2 separate regions of the Sus scrofa genome follow, and region 2 is linked to region 1. Evidence: chromatin contacts called from public HiChIP or PLAC-seq data. All regions are on one chromosome and are shown on one strand. The core of a region is the stretch at or near the end of the contact, and the rest is flanking DNA. Distances in the headings are between cores, read along the strand shown.

Region 1 (6,800 bases), core at 2,347-4,846:
AAAGGAATTCCCATTGTTTGTGGTGCAGTGGTTAACGAATCTGACTGGGACCCATAAGGTTGCAGATTTGATCCCTGGCCTTGCTCAGTGGGTTAAGGATCCAGCATTTCCACGAGCTGTGGTGTAGGTCTCAGATTCGGCTTGGATCCTGCGTTGCTGTGGCTCTGGCATAGGCCGCTGGCTACAGCTCCGATTAGACCCCTAGCCTGGGAACCTCCATGTGCCATGGGTTCGGCCCTAAAAAGACCAAAGACAGGAAAAAAAAAAAAAAAAAGAAATGTAATGGACTTGGATGAGCGTTGCTTAGGGGAAATAAAGGAACCAAGTCTCTCTGGGTAGATTCGGGAAATGAGAAGGGGACAGCTGAAATATGCAAGAGGGGAGAAAGATCCAGGTTTCACTGCAAGCAGAAAATCACAGTCTGGGGCAACCTGGGGAACTATCTGACTTTTAAGAATCCCCACTGAGATTGGGAATGTGGCTGGGAATTACACAAGGAAAGACCTCGCAAAGGATAGGAAGCACAAGGCCCAGCTGACACCCATGTTACATGAGAATGTCAAAGGGCAGGGGTCACATCATTCCAGCTGAACGCCCTGTAGCCACTGCTCCTTGCAGCAGAGTTCTCCCTTGGGGCCTTGGTCAGAGAGACAAAGGTCACTGGCCTTGGCTTCTTTGGCAGCAGTCAAAGGTAAATGGTAACTCAGGGAGGGAGTGGTGACAGAAGGTAACAAGTCAAAGCATTTCTCCATTTCCAGTTTCAATATCCATGGTGCTGGCACTAGAGATCCAGTGATGAGTGTGACTGTCCTTGCCAATGGCCTCGAGAAGCCTGTGTGTCCCTATAGGGGCCTCTTCCTCAGCAGAGCTGGCCAGGAGACCCTGCAGTGTGTTGGACTTACCTCTCACAATACTGACTTACTAAATTAAAAAAGAAAAAGACGAAATAAAGAAAATTAAAAAATCAGGAGTTCGCATTGTGGCTCAGTGGTTTAAGAACCCAACATGTAGTGTCTGTGAGGATGTGGGTTCAACCCCTGGCCTCTTTCAGTGGGTTAAGGATCTGGTGTTGCCTCAGGCTGTGGCATGGGTTGCAGATGTGGCTCAGATATGGTATTGCTATGGCTGTGTCGCAGGCTGGCAGCTGCAGCTCTGGTTTGACCCCTAGCCTGGGAACTTTCCTATGTGCCAGGTGTGGCCTTAACAAGAAAAAAAAAAAGAAGAAGAAAATGAGAAAAACAATAAAGAAAAAATGAGAAAAAGTACAAGGTGATAAAAATGAAAGAATAAAGCAAAAATAAAAATTGGGAAATAAAGCTAAAAGAACAAAGAAAAAATTTAATTTAAATAAAAAGGAAAATTTTTAAAAAGAAAAAGAAGAAAAAAATGAGAAGTGGGGAAAATAGAGGAAGAAGAAAAATAACAAGCAAAGTAGACTGTGACATCAGTGAAACATGTATGTGGTTTTCATCCCCAGTTCCTGGCACAGAGCTTCTAAAACCTCAATTCCTTAAAATTCCTTATAATTCCTGAGTGATGGGGTGAAGGAACATCTTTCATTATTCATAATAAGCTCCTTTCAATTAGAACAAAATTTATGTTAATTAGGTGACTGGTAGCTAAGGGCCCCTAGGTAGCATCTTAGGTAGCTGACCTCCTAGGATGGTGGCAGGTTGCCATAGTAACCAACCATGTGATTAGTGCGTTGGAACTTTAAGTCTCATCTCACCACCTAACTTCCAGGGAGGGAAAAGGGGCTGGGGATTAATCACCAGTGGTGAATGATTCAATCTATCTCGCCTGTAAAGAGCCTCCATAAAACTAAAGGGTTAGAGCTTCTGGGTTGGTGAAGGCATCCAGGTGCCAGGAGGGTGATATATGCCCAAACTTCACGGGAAAAGACGCTTCTGAGCTTCAGAACTTTCTCATCTTGCTGTATGTAGCTCTTCTTTTGGATGTCAACTAATCTTCCATAATATACTTTACAATAAATCAGGAATAATAAATAGTTTCCCTGCATTCTGTGAGCCATTATAGAGAATGACTGGCCCTTGAGGAGGGAATCCTGGGAACCCCAATTTGCAGCTAAGTCAAACAGAGGTGGGGGAACCTGGGGGCTCACTCTTTGCAACTGGCAACAAAAGGGGGGCAGTCTTGTGGAACTGAGCCTTCAACCTGTGGGGTCTGCACTCATACAGAGCAATTAGAATCAGAATTGAATAAAAGTATAGGACACCCACTTAGTGTCCATAGATAACAGGAGAACTGCTTGGTGTGGAAAACCCACACATTTGGTGTCAGAAGTACTGTGAGTAGAGAAAGAGTATTGTTTTATAAGAGAGAAATTCAAGAAGAAGAAGAAAGCTAATATTGGTGAAAATCCTTCAGGTGACCCAAAGCCAGCCCCCTGAGAGCTAGAAGGACCAAAATCCTAGAGGCAGCCAAGGATTGATATAGATGCCTGGAATTCCATAAAAACTGCTCCTGAAGAGGTCATAACAAGAAATGGACCTGTCACTGCTAGGGGTAACCTCAGGTAGCCTTCTTACTTTACTCTCTTACTCACACAACAAAGTGGGGGGAACCCGAAGAGTTTTGTTCATGTGGATTCATGATCAATATTCACTTTATTAGAAATTACAACCTGTAGGATGCTTCAGTGGCCTTTTCATTTCTGGTTCAAGAAGCTGTAATCCACTTGGCCTTTAAATTGCTCATAATGTTGACACCCTAAACCACTGAATCCCACTTTCTTTAAACTCTGAATAATTGATCTCAATATGATGCCACAACTTAATTGGCATCATGATACTATATGAAAATCTTCCATTGGATAAGACACGAGAAAGCATCTTATTAATTTCTATACAGCTGAGGGAATAACAGCTTTCATCGTGTTTTCATTTCTTATGTGCAGTTATTTACAGATTCTTCCCTTCGACAAGACAGAGAGCTTCCTATGTCCATTTGGGTATCTTTAAATGTAATGGTTGCATCTGTAGGTCGAAAGAGCAAGACTTCTACATTCTTTCTTTGCGTATTTAATAGGCATTTTATTTTAAACAGTTTTAGGAGTTCCCGTCGTGGCGCAGTGGTTAATGAATCCAACTAGGAACCACGAGGTGGCGGGTTCGATCCCTGGCCTTGCTCATTGGGTTAAGGATCCGGTGTTGCTGTGAGCTGTGGTGTGGGTCGCAGATGCCGCTTGGATCCCGCGTTGCTGTGGTGTAGGCCAGTGGCTACAGCTCCAATTAGACCCCTAGCCTGGGAACTTCCATATGCCACAGGAGCATTTCAAGAAAAGGCAAAAAGACAAAATAAAATAAAATAAAATAAAATAAAAACAGTTTTAGGTTCATAGAAAAATGTAGTGGAAGGTCCCGAGATTTCCTATACATTCCCTGCCCCCCATCATCATCTCTCAAGAGTGGTGCATTAGTTACAAATGATGAACTTACATTGACACGTCATTATTACCCAGAGCCCAGAGTTTATGTTACAACATTTCATTCTTGGTGTTGTACATTCTATGGGTTTGGACAAATGTATGATGACACATACGCACCATTATAGTGTCATAGAGAGTAGTTTCACTGCCCTAAAAGTCCTCTGTGCTCCGACTACTCATCCTTCCCTCCCCACAACCCCTGGTAAGCCCTGATCTTTTCACTGTCTCCACAGTTTTGCCTTATCCAGAATGTCACATGGTTGGAATCACATACAGTATGTTCCCTTTTCAGATTGTAGAATGTGTAATATGTATTTAAGTTTCCTCCGTGTCTGTTCATGGCTTGATAGCTCATTTCTTTTTATCACTGAACCATATTCCGTTGTCTGGATGTACCACAGTTTATTTATCCATTCACCTACTGAAGGACTTCTTGGCTGCTTCCACATTTGGGCAGTTATGCCCAGAATACCCATGTGCAAGTTTTTGTGTGGGTATTTTGTCAACTTTGGATAAATATCAAGGAGCATAATTGCTTGATCATATGGCTGGAGGGTGTTTGTTTTGTAAGAAACTACCAAACTGTCTTTCAAAGGGGCTGTACCATATTGCTTTTCCATTAGTGTGTAGTGTTTTCGATTTTGGCCATTTCAATAGGTTTTTAGTGTATCTCATGGCTTTTTAAATTTGTATATTATGTTTAACATCTTTCTATATGCTTACTTGCCATGAGGTGTCCATTCAGGTCTTTTGGCCATTTTTTTAAATTGGGTCGCTCACTTTTCTATTGTTGGATTTTAAGTGTTCTGGGTATATCTTGGATAAGAGTCTCCTATCAGTTAGGTCTTTTGCAAATAGTCTATGGCTTGTCTTAATGGCATCAGCATCTTTCACAGAGCAGAGTATTTCGTTCTGCTGGAATTTTGATTGAGATTGCATTGAACCCATAGGCCAATGGGTGTTGACAATAGATCACAAAAGAGAATTAGACTTAGAGAATTCCCCAAACATCAGAACCGCCTGGCATCAGCAGGGAGTGGCAAAGGCTGGCCTCCTGCGGGCCCAGGAGGGAGTGCTGATTTTATATTAATACGTGCTGTCTCCTCTTCCACCCACCTTAGGCCTGAGTCATAGCGTCGTGGTTGTACCTGTCCCTGTGCTCCTGGTACAGCTGGGAACACACCTCTCTGCACAGACACACTCACACACTGGGCCACATAACTGTGAACACCCATCCTTCCTGGGACGCGCCCTTTTATGGCCTCGAGAGTACCAGCCCAAGGAAAATGCAGGCAGTGTTCCTGCCCAGACCAACCAGACTCATTAGTCCTTTCTGCTCGTTTTATGGATGTAAACGTAGGCAGGGCAAAAATAAGATACACATTCCAGACACTTGTGTCACCCTCCCCAGAGGTGGGTAAATACAGTAGTTGGGCGGTGACATAAAATGCTGTCACTCTGTGGGTATTGCCCCTGGAAACCATCCCCCTACTTTCTCCTTCCACCCCATGGGCTCTCCAGGGGCGTGCACTTACCATTTTCCTCCAGCCTTCTTCTCCCCAGTGAGGCTGCTGCGCATTTTCTTCTAAATCCAAACTTCGCAGGAATAAAATTAGATCAGAGATCTGGGGTTGCCAGGAAGCTGCCTGGGGAGTGGGTGGCTGTGAAGCCATTAACGGTAAGGATAAGTTCAAACAACACTAATAAAATTGATGTCGATGGGGGAGCCGAAGCCCTCTAATTATCTTGAGAACTGGTTCTGCCTTTATCTGACTGTGGTTGACCGTCTTTTTTTTCTAGTTGATTCTGCCCTCAAAATTACATCAATATTTAAAAGTCCTGATTTTCCCACCTGGATGAGCCTGCCCTTTTGCTGCTGCTCCTGGCACATGATTCCCTGTCCTTCACTGCCCTCATGGCCTCTGCAGAGGCTTCCTTAACGCCCCCAAGCCCAGTTAGCCCCCACACCCTCATGCAGTCACTGTGCAGGGCTGGCTCTCTGGAGCCCTCGGATGGTGATTTGTCACTGGGTCTCCTTCCTCCCTGGACAGCAATTCCCCCTCAGCACTCACCAGATACATGCATCTCTGCATTTCATGTAGTTAGTTGCTCCCGATAAGTATTCTTTGAGTCAGAGTTGTGAGTTGGTGCTTTAAACAAAACCCAAGGCTCATGTACACGGATATCCTGCAAAAACCCTACTGCTGGCAAGGAAATTCAGAGGATGTGGCCCTTAGGCGTGTACTTGATGCTGTACTCGATGCTTGCATGTGTGTTCTTGGGGGTCTGTGAGAGCCCCTGAGAGGAGGCTGAAACCCATCAAGCAAGAGCAAGCTTCTCTCCCAAGATTCAAGGTGTGAGATGGCTGTTGGCCGTGTCACCATTTCATTGGGGTCACCAGCCTCAGACCAGGGGAATCAGATGTCAGGTGGCTTCCCCACCCCACCCCTCCTCCTTGGAACATTTAACCTGAAACCTAATTAACACCCTGGGTTTAGGGAGCCGGGCCTTCCCTGCGATTTCTCTGGGCTTTTCCCCTTGGTCCCCAACTCCCACATGACTCACCTCTGTTCTGTCCATCCTTCACCACTTTCTGTTAAGAAAACTCCCCACATTCAAACATTCCATAAGTTGAAGAGATGTGCCGACGTTTCTGGGGTCTCAAAAGGGGTCTCATGGAGGCCCATGTGTGGCCTTTTGTCATCTCTCTGGTTCCACCTTCCTGACCGCCCCCCTGCCCCCAACAACAGGTTTTTCCTCTTGTCCAACACCAGGACAACACTCGGGCTCCCTTGAGATCTTACCTCTCGCCCAAGATCCATGTGAAAAAAGAATGCTTAGGTTTTCTTACTCAGAAAAGTTCCAGAGGAAAAGTCTTCTTTTGAATGAAAGTGAGGGCAATAGAAGCGTGAAGCAAAATTTTGGAAGTAGAAGAGTTTCTCATTTTCCTGCCACAAAGACGAATTTAGGGAAGTTATTCTTTTTCTTTTAAATGTTTTATTAGCGTATAGTTGGTTTACAATGTTGTGAAAATTTCTGCTGAACAGCCAAGTGACTCAGTCACACATATATATGCACGCGCATTCCCTTCCTTGTATTCTCTTCCATCATAGTCTATTCCAAGAGACTATCGTTCCCTGTGCTGTACAGTGAGCCTCATTGCTTATCTATTCTAGTTATAAGAGTTTGCATCTACTAAACCCAAACGCCCAGTCCATCCCACTCCCTCCTCTCTCCCCCTTGGCAGCCACAGCTCTTGTCTCTATGGCTGTGAGTCTGTTTCTGTAGGGAAGGTATTCTGAGTCTTAATTTCCTCATCTGTACAATGGAGTCAATGATATCTATCAGCATT
Region 2 (7,403 bases), core at 2,357-4,856, 260 kb before region 1:
TTCCTCGGAGAAGCCTTCCCTGACTAGGTTAGAACTTTCATTGCCCTCTTTACTTCTTAATAGTTAATTAGTACTGACATAATTGTGTATGTAATCACTGCAGATAACGTGAGCAGGGATCATAATGTTTGCTGCTGTGCCCTCAGTGTCTGGCACGTAGTAAATAAAAAAATATTTGTTGCATGAATGAATGTTAGTGTCATTTGCAAGGCCTTCCCTCCTTGGCTTAAGCCTTCAGCTAAAAAGCACTTGCTGTTTTCCCCATTTGTTCCACTCCTGCTATGTATACTTGTAAATTATTTTTTGCATCAGATAAGCAATATGAATACATACTCATTGTAAGAAAAACTAAATAACACGTATATGTACACATGAAAGTTATGGTCTTATCTAGGTAAATTATGCCACAATAAAACTATTTTTAAAAAACTACAATCCCCTTCGGAATTTCCCACCATTCCAGTCCCATTCCTCTTCCCAATCATAAAACCACTGTTAATAGTTTCATGTAAACTTCCAGGTAATTCTCCAATCTGCTCTCATACATATATGTATCTTCATATATATGTGTGTTTTCATATGCAAATATTCATGTAGATATGCTTTTTTTTTTTTTTTTCTCTTTCTGCCTTTTGAGGCCGCTCCCATGGCATGTGGAGGTTACCAGGCTAGGGGTCTGATTGGAGCTGTAGCCACTGGCCTACGCCAAAGCCACAGCAACACGGGATCCAAGCCATGTCTGCAACCTACACCACAGCTCACGACAATGCCGGATCCTTAACCCACTGAGCAAGGCCAGGGATTGAACCCGCAACCTTATGGTTTCTAGTCAGATTTGTTAACCACTGAGCCATGATGGGAACTCCTAGATATGCATATTTTAATGTGTGTGTATATACATACATGTGTGTATGATGTACACATACAGAGTTATTTAGTTGCAGTCCAAAATACTCTTTAGGAGCCATGCTAGATGTTATAGAGGGGATTTAAACAGGTGTTTGAAGAGTTGAGAGCCCAGAGACCAGCAGGAAGCCACTATCCACCCTGGGGCTAGAGGGGCAAAGGGTGAAGACAGTGTTACTAGGGCACTGGTGCTGGGGCCACCTGTAAAATCTGGAACCATGGCAACACTTACGGATAAAGTAGGAACCATGGAGAGAGGGTTGTACAGCAGGCTCTGGAGACTTGGACAAGATGCTGCCAGACACCATCTGAAGCAGAGGGAAGGGGAGAAGTAACCTGGCTTCTCCCCTCCTCCCGTTTTCCAGCGTTCTATCCCTGGCCCTCGTCTGAAAGGGAGCCTGAGAAAAGTAGCTCCCAGGGATGCAAAGCCCGAGATTGTTGATGGCAGAAAATATATCTGAGAGCAAACAGACATAAGACCAGCATACATGGCTTAAAATAAAATACATAAATAGCACCATGGTATGTGCACTGTTCTAAACTTATCACATCCTTTTTGTAGGGATGAAACCTGGATAAAATGGCAAGTGAGAGCAGGCTTGATCCACAGAATCAGGGATACAGCAATAGCACACACAGGTGGGCAGCAGAAAACAGATGTGGTACAGGAGAAATGCACTCCCAGCTAAAAGAAAGACCTGTCACAAAAAGGCAGCTCAAAGGACTGATGTGGCCACAGGTCCTGTTTGAGGTAACCAGGTCTGACCCGCTCTACAGGGCAGGGTTGAGGGCTGATTACTGCCCATGAATAAGCTCAAAGACTCAGAGATTTCAGAGTCTGAAGGGAATTTCAGTATCCCATTTCAATTCCTAACTGCTACAGAATCAGGAACCAAAAAGCAAAGAAGTAAAGTGATGGGCTCCAGCAGCCCAAAGGACCACGAGTCTATTTTTCTCATTTTGTGGTTTGTGGGGCATGTTTGAGGAAGTGTTGGGGGACAGTTCAGAACCCATGCCTCCTCTTCCTGCTGTGAGTCACTGAGCAGCTGAGCAGAGAAGCTCTGATGAAAAACAAGGAGTTCTAGAAGCACTTGCTCCAGTATAACCTATTTTGTAAACAATGCTAGGCACCTGGCGTGTCTTAGGAATGAATTCACACACAAGAAAAAGGTATTTTCCTTAGAAGCTCCTCTAGCCTCCAAAGTTTGGTTTTAATTGCCTTTGGAAAATTGTGGAACCTTCAGTCTGTTCCAGGCCCTGTGCTAGATTCAAAGATGAACAAGATGTAATAATGAATAAGCCATGTATTTCCAGGAGTTCTATGTCTCATAGGGTAACAGAAGTGAATACAAATGATGGTGATGTAATGTGATAAATATAACAAAATCTGTAACACAGAAGAGGAAGTGAATAATTGCTGGGAAGAGGAGCTCGGGGGTAGACAGAGAAGGCTTCACAAAGGTGACATCGGAGAAGGTATAGAAGCAAGGACAGGAGCTCTGCAGACCTCCGGCTCAAACTTTAAAATAACAGCATTAAGTCAACCTTCTTGAAACTCCTCAGGGGTTTACAAAGCAACTGTTCTTGCCCCATTTATCTCCTTTTACATAATGGAAACCACACACATGCATATGCCATTTTTGAAAGTAAATGATAGATAAAAATGAGTCCACTGGCCACATCAACCAGGATCAGCAAGACCAGATTGCCCTTCAGAGACCCTATACACTGAAGAAGTGAGGCTGTTCCCCACAACACAGTAACTTAATTTCCAAACAATGCCATCAGTCAAACGCCTGTAAGGAAGTCCAGCTAGGTTCTAAGTTTTCCTGCAATAACATTTTTTATATATTTTTGAAAATATCAAGTAGCTTCTTACTACCCTCTCATTATTTTGGTGGCTCTGCTTTGCTGGTGCCCAAGCATGCATTTGACTTGCCTGCAACTAACCGTGCCCTGAGGAGGCAGCCCCCTTCCACTCAAGACACTGCAGGTGAGGGCAGCCTCAAGTTCACATCCCTCTTCTCAACCAAGCGGAAGTAAAGTTGTTCTCTCACTTCCTCACACAGCACAGGCGTTATGATTTAGCTCTTCATCCCTTTCTGTCGGTAAATACCTTGTGACTCAGGAAGTCCATCTGAGGGCCCAGTGGTCTGGTTAACCAGAAAGAAAGGCTGATGTGAGAAGTGACTAGCAGCTTGTAGCAAGAGGTGGGCCATTTTACAGTGAAGCGCTTAAGGGCAAAGGCTTTTGAAACACTTGCTCTTTCACTTCCCCATGTGGTCTCTGGGCAGGTTACTTTACACTGGTGAGCCCAAGCTTTATCTTCTATAAAATGTGCTTAATAATAGCACCTAGCTCCTAAGGTTATTTTTCACCAAATATTTAATATCCTTCTTACTCTGTTCCAGGCACTATACTTAAACAGGGAGATTCAGCAGTGAGCAAAAATTCCCCCCACCTCTGCTGGAACTGCCATTCCAGTAGAAGATAGACAATACAAATAAATAGGTTATATATTATGTTAGAAAGGAGAGAATGGGAGGGTTACCATCTTCGATGGAGTGAACAAGAAGAGCCTGCAAGAGAGTGGGGTGGACACTGGGGCGACAGCCTTCCAGGCAGAAGGAACAGCCTACACAGAGGCCCTGAGGCAGAAGCAGGTCTAGCATGTTTGAGGAACAGAGAATCTGTCTGGAAGCAACTGAGGGTGGGGACAGAGGAGGGAAATGAGGTCGGAGAGCATGAGAGCAGAGGAGTGGCGTGCGCTGACTCATATCTGAATAGGATCAATGGGCTCTTGGGTTGGGAAGGGTTTAGGAGGGCAGGGTGGAAGCTGGAAAACTGGTTAGGAAACTCCTGCAGTGATCCAGAGAGATCCTCCTCACCTTGACACTTGACCCAACCCACTCTGGATAAGGGTGCCTTTTTTGTGAGCTGATTCCATGCATGCCTATCTGGCAAGGGAAGAGCTCAGCTTTGTTCTCTTCTCTGCGTCTTTCTCAGCCAGTCCATCTACTGCTGTCATTATCATGTGCCTTACTCATGCTGCTCGCAGTCTTCTCCTTGCCTTCTCTCTTTGCCTCCTGCGCACTCTCCTGTCTGGCTTTCCTTACTCTTGTGAACGGTCTTTTTTTTTCTTTTTTTTTTTTTTCTTTTTTTCACAAGGCACAGTTGAGGTGGCTTGTTTTGAGTCTTAGGGAGAAAGCAGTGTGCCTCCTGGCCTTTGAGCTCCACATGGCACATCCAAAGGATAAGGGAGCAGAGATGGGGTGACGGGCACTTAAGGTGCCCAGAGACGGCTCTGCCATGAAGGTTGTACCAAAGCCACAGGCAGAATTTTTGTTGCCTGGTCAGACTTCAGCCAGAGAAAAAGAAGCTTCTGGGTATTTTAGGTAATGCTTCAAAGGATGATAATGCAGGTAGTTAGAGGCTGACACCACCGCTGGATAGACCAGGAGAATTAAGACCAAAAGGCCATTTTCAGGAAATCAGGAAGTATGAGGACTATAGAGAAAACACCACCAATAACCTCACAGCCCTCAGCACCAAAGCAAGTTGTTCTCAGAAGGAACCTCATTGATACTAGCCACTAGCTTGGTGTCACAATACCAGGTAAGGTGTTGTCACCATGGGCAGTTGGGGTATTCCCAGAAGCCATTCTCACAGTGGGACTAATAGCCATGACTTAACTATACATAGAAGTGCTTAAAAATCACATATCTCACTAAAGCCAAACTCAGCATGTCCCCAACTCAACTTCCCCTTGGCCAGAGCTCTAAGATGCCCATGGCCACTCTAATCCCCTCCACCAGGTGACAGAAGGGAAGTCAGAGTGGAGACGGGCAGGACCTTTAATTGTGATTTAAAATACTCTACTTTTGCTAATTTTACAAAAACATATGGCCCTGTGCACACATAGCTATGACCTTCCCAGGGCCCTGAAGGTGTACCACAGGTGACTTCCTGAAGCTCAAGCTTCTCATGGAAAAACTCCCTCTGCCTAGAAGAGAAGTAATTTACCTTCACCGGCTGCAGAGCTAGCTGGTCATAGGAGGAGGCTTTGGACCAGTGAGAAGGGTTTCCTTGGGCTTTGTTTGTAGCAGTAATATTTTATTCAGCTTGGGAGTTGCTAATAACACTACTAGATGATGTATTAAATTAATACGAATTTGAATTAGTAGATAATGAGCTGCTTTATGTAGCCTTTACACTCAGACTTCTGAATCACTCCCTTTTTGTCAATAGGCCCCTTGGCTTGCCCATTCAACAAAAATTTATTGAGGGTCCCCTGTGCTAAGCTCACAATGGTGAGGAAAGTAAACACAAGCCCTGCCTTTATGGGGCCCTCAGAGGAAGAGACAAATAATCAAATAATCAGCCAAGTCTCTAATTCCAGGACTCAAGAAGAAGAGTTTAGGGTCTTACCGAGAGTGCAGGGCAAGAGATCCTAACCCAGTGGACGTGACGGGAAAGACTGAGGGATTCCTTCTCCCGGGAGTTATTTTTGGGTGCCTTCTTTGCACATGGTGCTAAGGGCCAGGGTAATGGTGAACAAAAGCTGCAGCACCCTTGCCTCCCTAGAACTCTCTCTAGGAGGCATTTTCACAGAATCAGATTGCATCTATCTGTAAATATACATCTATCTGTAAATCACTCACTATAGTCTGAGTGATTCAGAAGTCTGATGATGGCCTCCAAGAAGGGGCAATGCAGGTGAATACGTGGGCTTGTGCATGGGGTGAGGGCAGTAGGGCAGGCTTTCTGCAAGGGCTGCAGTGCACTGAGAACCAGAGGCAGACTTAAACCGACGGGTGAAAAACCAGAAGGGCTTATGGGCCATCTTCTAGGCAAAAGGAACTGTAGGAAGGAAGACCCAGGGACAGGACAGAGGACACAGCACTTAGAGGGAAGAAAAAAAAGAGGCCAGCATGGCTGGGACAGATCCAGGGGAGGACGGGGGACAGTATGGCTTCATGTGACTGGAAAGATAGGAACGGACCTTGTGCCCAGTACAAATGGGAAGCCAACAAATACAAAATAAATGAAGAAACGAAAACAAACAAAAACAAACACATAGATACAGAGAACAGAGCAGTGGTTTCCATAAGGGAAGGGGAGGGGGAGGATGAAATGGGTCATGGAGTATGGTGTATGTCACCAGTGTATGGTGACAGACGGAAAGGAGATCTCTGGTGATGAGCAAGCCATAGTGTATACAGAAGTAGAAGGATAATGTAAAACACATGAAATATATAATGTTATGAACCAATGTTACCTCAGTAAAAAAAAATGTAACCTTAAAAGTAAATAATAAATAAATTAGAACATTCTGAGGAGTGGAGAAACGCAGCTCAGTTGGCACTTAAACCGATTGCGCTGGCTGCAGCAAGAAGACTGGATTACAAGGGATGCCTTGGCAGTAGCTGCCTCCTAATTACTTCCCCCTTTCTCACTTTCCTTTCCGGTAGCTGCGGAGATTTAAATAAATGCGTGCCTGATACGCAGTTAAAAGCACCCCAACAATGAAGGGCTGTGTGGCCTGGAGAAGAGCACCCTGCCTTCAGTCAGGCAGCGCACACGAGATCTCCCCCGCACCTCCAGTTGGCTGCTGGCACTGGACGGGTCCCTCACCCTCTCTAAAACCCACTCTCCACCTAGTCTATAATCTGGAAGAACAATGCCTACTCCACTGAGTTGAATGAGCAATAGAAAAAGTGGGGGCAAATTACCTGGCATCTGGCAGAAGTCAGGACATACCAGCTGTGATTGGAAGTAATTACAAGCTGGTCAAGCTAGTGAGAGGATGCGTTCTAACCAAAGCTATGCTAGCAAAAGCCCTGGGAATAGAGCACAATCTCTCCTATTGAAAACTATATAAAATGTATGCAATAGTATATATTTACTTAAATACCGCCTTTTTAATAGATAGCTAATGAAATCTTCCTAAGACAACTGTTGGAAAACGTCTATATGACTTTTATACAATAAAGTTTAAAAGTTTCTCAGTAAATTATATTGTACGTGAATTGCCTTATCTCTGGTCTTTTCCTGTAGGCAGCTCTTTTCCGGAGAAACTGAACATTAGTTTCTCATGAATGATTTCATTTCTGTTTCTCCAGAGCCTTTTAGAGAGTCTAGCACTTGGTAGTAGATGCTCAGGAAAATACTTGCAGAGTGGAAAAACAAAGAAAGCATTAATAAATTTAACTTATGGGTCTGGCATCTATATTTTATGAACCAAAATTAAGACGCATTTTCTGGTCTACACAATATGAATGTCTTAGAGAGAACTTGTTATGAAATATTTGAAATCCAGATTGTTCTGGAAATTTCAGGATGTATGAACAGATATACCTCAAATAGCTGCATCAGTTTTAAAGGAGCTGCAACAAGTAGCTATAACAAGTTCCACTGTGAGCTTGTGTTCTACTTATTTTTTAGCATAAAAATTGTTCCAAGTCCTTTGTTCATAGAAGGAACAAGCTATAAAAATT

What was found. HiChIP or PLAC-seq counts read pairs in DNA pulled down with a chosen protein or histone mark.
Region 2: an H3K27ac HiChIP or PLAC-seq map of alveolar macrophages shows a contact between it and region 1. The contact joins two enhancer-like sites. A contact is called at or near these places in 1 of 47 Hi-C or Micro-C datasets (epiblast stem cells) and 1 of 2 datasets of contacts at active chromatin or transcription factors (alveolar macrophages).

Annotation. Positions count from the first base shown.
Region 1 is chr18:37,977,942-37,984,741 of Sscrofa11.1, reverse strand. No RefSeq gene overlaps it. Among named protein-coding and RNA genes, the nearest start is that of EEPD1, 32 kb to the right of the region's middle. Within about 2 kb of position 3,596, at least 1 of the 83 cell types and tissues checked has an H3K27ac peak or open chromatin away from gene starts, as enhancers often do. A contact at or near this core is called in alveolar macrophages, where this site is marked.
Region 2 is chr18:38,236,769-38,244,171 of Sscrofa11.1, reverse strand. The region is part of intron 3 of LOC102161969 (a long non-coding RNA gene); the gene reads left to right. Among named protein-coding and RNA genes, the nearest start is that of HERPUD2, 44 kb to the left of the region's middle. Within about 2 kb of position 3,606, at least 24 of the 83 cell types and tissues checked have an H3K27ac peak or open chromatin away from gene starts, as enhancers often do. A contact at or near this core is called in alveolar macrophages, where this site is marked.